Linked DNA regions of Hordeum vulgare: region 1 is linked to region 2. A link is a contact called in public Hi-C data. All regions are on one chromosome and are shown on one strand. The core of a region is the stretch at or near the end of the contact, and the rest is flanking DNA. Distances in the headings are between cores, read along the strand shown. Region 1 has its middle 37 kb from the start of LOC123426378. Region 2 holds the start of LOC123426377 (glutamate receptor 3.4-like).

Evidence for each region. A called contact is a pair of places that touch in the nucleus more often than the background predicts.
Region 1: a contact with region 2 is called in a Hi-C map of leaf, with 3 times the contacts expected there. The contact joins the enhancer-like site here to the promoter of LOC123426377 in region 2. A contact is called at or near these places in 2 of 6 Hi-C or Micro-C datasets (leaf and seedling) and 1 of 1 datasets of contacts at active chromatin or transcription factors (embryo).

The regions. Positions count from the first base shown.
Region 1 is chr2H:386,741,140-386,745,349 of MorexV3_pseudomolecules_assembly, forward strand. No RefSeq gene overlaps it. Among protein-coding and RNA genes, the nearest start is that of LOC123426378, 37 kb to the right of the region's middle. Within about 2 kb of position 2,377, at least 2 of the 3 cell types and tissues checked have open chromatin away from gene starts, as enhancers often do. A contact at or near this core is called in leaf, where this site is marked.
Region 2 is chr2H:386,516,600-386,520,514 of MorexV3_pseudomolecules_assembly, forward strand. It overlaps LOC123426377 (glutamate receptor 3.4-like), which reads right to left and starts at 2,348. Exons shown (of 4, transcript XM_045110197.1): 1 at 1,645-2,348; 2 at 1-1,053. The coding sequence starts at 1,891.

The sequences.
Region 1 (4,210 bases), core at 1,127-3,626, 220 kb after region 2:
AGATTCATTTCGGTGTCACCGAGTTGGGCAACAATTTTTATTAGTTGGATTTTGGGAGATGCCTATATATACTTGTGACAGCCCGAGACCGACACTGCATAAGATTCCCCTTTTATTCCTATCTCGTCGTGTGATTCGTTTGATTGACGCATTCATCATCGCATCATTGGCATCATCTGCGTTGCATCGGCACTCCATTGCTATCAGTTTTCAAAACTTGCATCCGTTAGTAGTGGACGGTTCCCTCCGTTTTCATCATTGACCGTTTCGAGACAAACCACACACACGCGCGCCCGCGACATCATTAAAAAAATATTGTTTTTTAAAGTGTGTATAAAACTTTCTTCGATTGGGTTGAAAATGGTGTGTGATACGTCCATTTTGCATCATGCTTTCATGTTGATATTTATCGCTTTATGGGCTGTTATTACACTTCACGGTACAATACTTATGCCTTTCTCTCTTATTTTGCAAGGTTTACATGAAGAGGGAGAATGCCGACAGCTGGAATTCTGGCCTGAAAAAGGAGCAAGTTTGAGATACTATTATGCGCAACTCCAAAAGCCGTGAAAATCAACGAGGATTTATTTTGGAATTTATAAACTGGGCCGAAGAAGTACCAGAGGGGAGCCAGCAGGAGGCCACAAGCCTGCTAGGCGCGGCCCCCCTGGCCGCGCCTAGGGGCTTGTGGGCTCCCAGCTGGCCCTCTGGGCCCCCTCTTTTGCTACAAGAAGGGTTTCGTTCCAGAAAAAATCAAGAGGAGTCTTTCGGGAGGAATCGTTGTCGCCACGAGGCGGAACTTGAGCAGGACCAATCTAGAGCTCCGGCAGGGTCGTCCTGCCGGGGAAACTTCCCTCCCGGAGAGGGAAATCGTCGCCATCGTCATCACCAACACTCCTCTCATCGGAGGGGACTCATCACCATCAACATCTTCATCAGCACCATCTCTTCTCCAAACCCTAGTTCATCTCTTGTAACCAATCTCCGTCTCGCTACTCCGATTGGTACTTGTAAGGTTGCTATTAGTGTTAATTACTCTTTGTAGTTGATGCTAGTTGGATTACTTGGTGGAAGATTATATGTTCAGATCCTTGATGCTACTCATTACCTCTCTGGTCATGAATATGATTATGCTTTGTGAGTAGTCACTTTTGTTTTTGAGGACATGAGATAAGTCATGCTATAAGTAGTCATGTGAATTTGGTATTCGTTAAATATTTTGATGTGTTGTATGTTGCTTTTCCTCTAGTGGTGTTATGTGAATGTCGACTACATAACACTTCACCATTATTTGGGCCTAGAGGAAGGCATTGGGAAGTAGTAAGTAGATGATGGGTTGCTAGAGTGACAGAAGCTTAAACCCTAGTTTATGTGTTGCTTTGTAAGGGGCTGATTTGGATCCACTAGTTTAATGCTATGGTTAGACTTTGTCTTAATTCTTCTTTCGTAGTTGCGGATGCTTGCGAGAGGGGTTAATCATAAGTGGGATGCTTGTCCAAGTAAGGGCAGTACCCAAGCGCCGGTCCACCCACATATCAAACTATCAAAGTAGCGAACGCGAATCATATGAACATGATGAAAACTAGCTTGATAGAATTTCCCATGTGTCCTCGGGAGCGCTTTACCTCCTATAAGAGTTTGTCCAGGCTTGTCCCTTGCTACAAAAGGGATTGGGCCACTTTGCTGCACCGTTGTTACTATTGTTACTTGCTACTTGCTACGAATCATCTTGTCACACAACTACTTGTTACCGATAATTTCAGTGCTTGCAGAGATTACCTTGCTAAAAATCACTTGTCAGATCCTTCTGCTCCTCGTTGGGTTCGACACTCTTACTTATTAAAAGGACTACGATAGACCCCCTATACTTGTGGGTCGTCAGTGTGCGGTTTTAATATAATGTAGGTAGGATGTGTGCCAAATTTCGTCGCAATCGGAGTTAGTTTGATACCCGAACTGTTAAATCTATAGCGGCACTATAGCCGGGTCAATTGTCGGACGTTTCGGTGTTTTAAACTCTGTCGCCGGGTTGCCCGCTTTCCTCTCATCCCTGCCTAGCCCCTGTGCACAATGCATCGACCCTGCCCGCAACCTAGTGTGGAAACTTCCCCGGGCCCGAACCCGGCGGTCATGACAGTTGGATCCAGATCAACCCCGTTTTACCGCAAACCGTCATCAGTTCGTCCATTGGACCCCCTAACCTATTTAACCGCGACCGCCCGATTTAGATCGAAGGGTCTACACCTAATCGAACATGTTACTTATATCCGAATGTAGACCTACCCTAACCCTAGTCCAGTTATTCCCACCGTGCACCGCTACCAACCTCGGGATCTCCCCTCCCGATCCAATCCGTTGCCCAACAAGAGCCTTCCTTGAGATCCCCTCATAGCCAGTAGAAACCAATTAATGCCCAGCCGGTGTCCCCCTGTATCATCCGGTCGTGTCCACGGCCTGAAGCTGCCCTCGTCCCAATGACCAAAGGAGCAGTAGCTCACAGCGCGCAACCACCAGAGGAGAAAGCGCCTGCATCGTAGCACCCCCGCCCGATCTTGCATTCCCTTGGCGAGTTCGTTGAGGCCCCTGCCTCCGTCTACGGCCGCTGCCAGCGAGCACACCGAGCAGCCTCGAGGCCCTCCTCCTGCCCAGCGCCGTTGACCCCGTCCCCGACCCCCGGCTCGTGCGGCACGCGAGCCCCTCAAGCGCCTGCGCCTGGTGTCCCGCGCTGTGGCGCCTCGCTCGCCCCGCCTAGGACAGGGCCGCCTCGCGTCGTAGCCATGCACAGGGAGAGGAGCGCTCCAACCGTCCAACGCCGTTGGCTGCGCCCGCTCGCTCCTCCTCCACCCTCGCCTCTCCGCGTGCAGGCCCCAGCCTCGTCGCGCGATCTCTCCTCCTCTATAGTAATTAACCTAGTTGTAGTCTAAACGTCACATAGAATCCTAGATAGAATAGTAAACGGACTGGTGTTTGTACGAGTCCGGTCAGCGTCGTGTTGGTTGCCGTCTTTGGCTACGAGTTGGACGTGATGTCGGTCATGTATTCTTTATATACTGAGTAGATCAGTTCAGATCAATAGAAGAAAAAAGAGCAAGCTATACGCACCATCAAAATCAGTTTTCGTTCCTCTGGTACGCCTAGTTACGCGGCCGTCGTCGAGAGAGCTAAGGGTTCCGCCGAGTTTAATCCGATACACAGCAAGCTAGCTCAGGTTGCTCATACATACGCGAGTGCTATTGCTAATCCATCCAGCAGCTTGTCTGCTTGGTTGCTATATAGCTAGCTTGCACGTACGTGTAAGGGAGCTTTGATCTAGCGATCCGAAGCCAACAATTGGTATCTAGAGCCTTGACGATCTACGATCTACGATGACGGACAGCGACGCTGAGTCGGTCAAGTCCGGCAGCGGCGGTGCCAAGGCGAACAAGAACGACGACAAGGTGAAGAAGGGCGTCAAGTCAGCAACCAGTGATGGAGGAACGAGCGGCGCCAACGTCCAGGCGCATCGCAACATCCCCATCCAGTACCCAATGCTCACCGACGCCAACTACGGCGTGTGGGCGGTGAAGATGAAGATTATTCTTCGATCCCTTCGAGTGTGGGAGGCCATCACGGACGACGACGTCGACGAGGAGCGCGACGAAGGTGCCACGGCCGCCATAGCCCAGTCCGTGCCGGATTCCGTGCTGATGACATTGGCGGAGTTCGAGACGGCAAGAGAGGCGTGGAACGCACTCAAGGAGATGAGGATCGGAGAAGATCGCGTCACCAAGGCACGGGCACAAGTGCTGAAGCGCAAATTTCACAAGTTGCAGATGGAGGAAACTGAATCGGTGAACGACTATGCCATGCGTCTTACTACTTTGGTGGGAGAGATCCGCGCGCTTGGTGCAAAGCTCGAGGAGACCGAGATTGTGGAAAAAAATTTCAGTTCAGTGACTGACAAATTCACGTACATCATCGGCACGCTCGAGCAGCTTTATGACATCGACGACATGACCATAACGGAGGCGATCGGACGCCTGCGGACGTGGGAAGAGAATGCTCGTGGCTGTCGAAAAGGCAAAGGAGGAGGTAGTGACCAACTCATGTACTCGCGCGCAGATTGGGAGGCCCCAAGTAGCAAAGGAAGGCGTGACGGTGGCGAAGGCTCAAGCAACATGAAGGGCGATGGACAAACCGGAAAAGGCAAAGGAAAAGGCAAACCACAAGG
Region 2 (3,915 bases), core at 1,098-3,597:
GGCTGCTGTTAGCTTGGAATGGAGTGGGCGCGGACACTGACAAATGCGAGTGGTTGGACCAGTAGCCGACCCGCCGGACGCCCGTGCCACCGACGTTGAGGACCTCGTAGGCGGGGTCGGCCAGGCTCCTGCCGTCCGCAGAAAACCGCACGTCGCCCGTGATGCCCGTGAAGTTGGCGAGCATCACCTTGTGCAGCAGTTGCTCCCCCTGGTCGAACACTCTGAGCGCGTCCAGCCGCAGCGTGCTGGTCCCGTTCACCTCCTGCTGCAGCCTCGGGTCGGCCGAGAAGGTGACGTTCCCCCCGTCTTCCAGGAACTCGTCGATGGCGCGGGCGGCCATCCACACGGCGTCGTACGCGGCGAGCCCGTACGCATTCAGGGACAGGGTGGCGCTCCGGTTCAGCTGGCCGGCGGCGAATCTCGAGGTGAGCGACCTCTTGGCGCCGGAATCCGGGGCGTACTGGCGAAGCGTGACCACGCCCTGTAGGAGGCTCATCGCCTTGGGATTGGGTGGGCGCGTCGAGTCCAGCGCTGCGGCGAGCCAGTCGGTAGCGATCCAGACGTAGCCGGACGCCATCATGCCGAGGGAGCGCGCGGCGGCGAAGACGGCGAGCCCGGAGTCCGGGTTGACGTGGACGACGCAGACGCGGGACTCCATCATGGTGACCTGCAGGAGCAGGTCGGCGATGGCGGCTTGGTCGGCGTCCGGAGGGAAGGGCGCCTTGAAGGAGAGCTTGGCGCGCTTGGCCTCGAGCGCGTCACCGAGGGCGTCGACGCCGCCGCGGCCGTAGTCGTTGTCGACGTAGATGACGGTGACCTCCCTCCAGCCATAGTAGGCGACGATGTCGGCGACGGCGGCCATCTGGGAGGAGTCATCGCCGCGGGCTGCGCGCACGAAGTAGGGGTACTGGGCGGAGGCGAGCGCCGGGTCAGTGGCGGCGAAGGAGAGCAGCGGGACGTGGAGCTCGTTGACTACGTGCGACACCACGTGGGCGATCCCCGACGACTGCGGTCCCACAACCGCCACCACCTTCTTCTCCATTAGCTGCAGCGCTGCAGCATCAACACGTACTTACATCAGTGTCAACTGCGATAACTCCCTCCGTAAAGGAGTAATTTTTGTTACCGATCGAGGGAGTACGTACTAGTCATTTGTTCATTTATACGAAGAAAAAGGTGAAACGTTCTTTTGATCCAATATCAATACCGGCCGGTCGATTAGCACAGGACAATAGCTACAAAATGCAACGGCGAGAGCACGGGACGGGGTAGTCTCTGACTAATCCGTTGCCAAGGAAAAAAAACAGATTATCATTATTATTTAAAAAAAATCGTCATGCAAAGTTCATGTGGAGAGATCCAAGGCAGTAGGCAGGCTCCACCTCCACCTCCACGAGAGTCAACTGAATGAGGAGAGAGAGAGAGAACCAAACCAAATGAAGAAGAAAGTGGATGCATACAGGCCAAGATATCAATATGTAAAGAACACGAAAAATCTAATCGTGGAATCAAAGTTCGTGATGACGACTACTGTAGTACTCCGTATTTGCTAATCTGATCGCAGCAAACATTTGGGGGTATTAGGAGGATTTTTTATTATATTTTTTGGAAGAAGAAGAGGAAGAAGAAGAAGAGAGCAGTGACCTTGGATGGTGCCGACGAAGCCGCTGCACTTGGTGTCCTGCGCGACGAGGCTGAGGTGCGTCCCCCTGAGGACGGCGGCGTCGCGGTTGACGTCGGCGACGGCGAGGTCGATGGCGGCCCTGGCGGACCTCCCGATGACGGAGTCGAAGGTGAAGAGGGCGCCGATGGAGACGTTGGCCGGCCTGGCCGGCCGGGCGAGCGCCACAAGGCTGCAGAGGCAGAGGACACGGAGCAGAGCCGAGCCCATCTCGCCTCGTCTCTCGAGGATCTAGTATATGCGTACGGCTATCGCCTGAGAGCGCGAGATATATGAGCGCAGGAAGGCAGGAGCTCCACCCCATCGGCTAGCCATACGATCGGAAGGATGGAGAACTCCAAGAAACAGAACAAGAGCGGAGCAGGGAGAATCGAGGGGAGCAAGGTGACAAAAACGGCGTGATCCTGACCGGTGAGGAGCAGGAAAGAGATTCGACGGCGAGGAAAAAGCAGTGGCGTGGAAGGCGCAGCGGGGACGGAACGGAGTAGATCGCGCCTCGCTCGGCCCTGATTGATTGGTGCAATTACTAGTAGAGTAGTACCCTGCTTACAAGTACTGGTGGAGAGATCGACCGAGACGACACAGAGAGATGCCGATGGAGACGTCGGCCGGCACTACTGTTGACCATTCTGCTACTCTTGTAATCGTCTCGAGCAAAACGTGGATGCTCGTCAGATCAAGCAAGCAAAGATGCGGCCTGGGCAAAAGGCATTCTGGTCAGGAAACGGTTTCACATCACCCCTGCACTGCACATCTTCATCATGCAACTGTTACAGCACAGCGGCCAACTAATTAACTTACTACTTTCGAATAACACAGTTTTTTTGCTTGAGTTCACAACAGTACCTACTACTAACAGAACTGTATCGACTTGTCGAGCGGTGGTCAGCAACGTATTCTCATCCACTGTCGCTGTGGCTGTGGCTTGGCATGGAAGCAAACAGGCCATCTTTCTCATCAGGGAACAGATGCTAGTGATTAGCGCTTTGGCTTTTCGGGTGTTTCTTCTTCTTTCACCTGGGAGAATAAAGCTGCCCACACCACTTTGTTGAATGCACAAGCAAGATACTAGTAATACTATGCTCGTAGCCTCATAGTACAAGAACTACTGGTATGCTCATATACTGTACATAGATAGGGAAAGATGCACGTGCTTTCTGCTGCCCCCAATGGCTCAAATCGTGTAGGCAGCTGGTTGTTTTAGCTAACCAATGACTGCTGTTTCGATGCACTCATGCAACTCATTCAATTAACTACTGACAATACATATGCCAGACTTGTCATCTTGTCTTGTTTGATTAGGTAGGCTCTATCTAGGTTCAGTACACAGACAATCATCAACTTGGTCAATCTGAACTTAATTATTAATCAGTCATGATAAACTAATGCTAGCTCAGATATGATACACCGATTCTAATTACTCCTACAAGAAATGCCAAGTCAAATGGATCAATAGCTGCCTACCTGCAAGCGTGGATACATGGGTAATGAAGGCACGTACTGGTTGGTTGGTACGAGTGCTACCTAGAGACAGGAATGCATGGGATATTTCTTTCTACAGTCGGATATGATATGCCTGTCAAAATTAAATTCAGACGCTACATATAATAGTCTCATGATTATTTTGTAGGGCTCCCGGTCTCACTCTCTCCATCAACAAAGATTGCTTACTCTAACAGACCATTCAATATATTGGGTAACATAATGGAGCGGCTTGAAAATTAAGTGACAGACAAACAATTAAAAAATTAGCTCATGGTGCCATGCAGTATGCCAGTGGATTTTTTTGTGGATAAGCTGTACAAATTAACAACTCGTCCTGCAAATAAAAAACTAATTGCAAACTGTCATTTCTTGGATGAAGAAATTAAAAAATCAAACTATATCACATGTTTCTACATTTTTATTCATCATATGATATGTGTTTGCTTGGAGCATAGTATATTTTTGTTTTATTTGCTTGCTTGTTTTCATGATCATTATTTTCTGACCACACAAATTATGAGACACATATTCATCACAATTTATAGAATGCTCAATGAACTTCACTTATCTCTTTTGAGTTGAGACAAATGCTCATATACTTCACTTACATCTTTTCTCACAAGCGCTTATGTACTTCACTTATACCCTTTGAGCACGGCGATACATACATTTTATAGAAATCAATTGCACTTCTTTCTTCACTTATGTCTTTTTGAGACTTAAATATGTAGTGATAATTTGCATTAGTA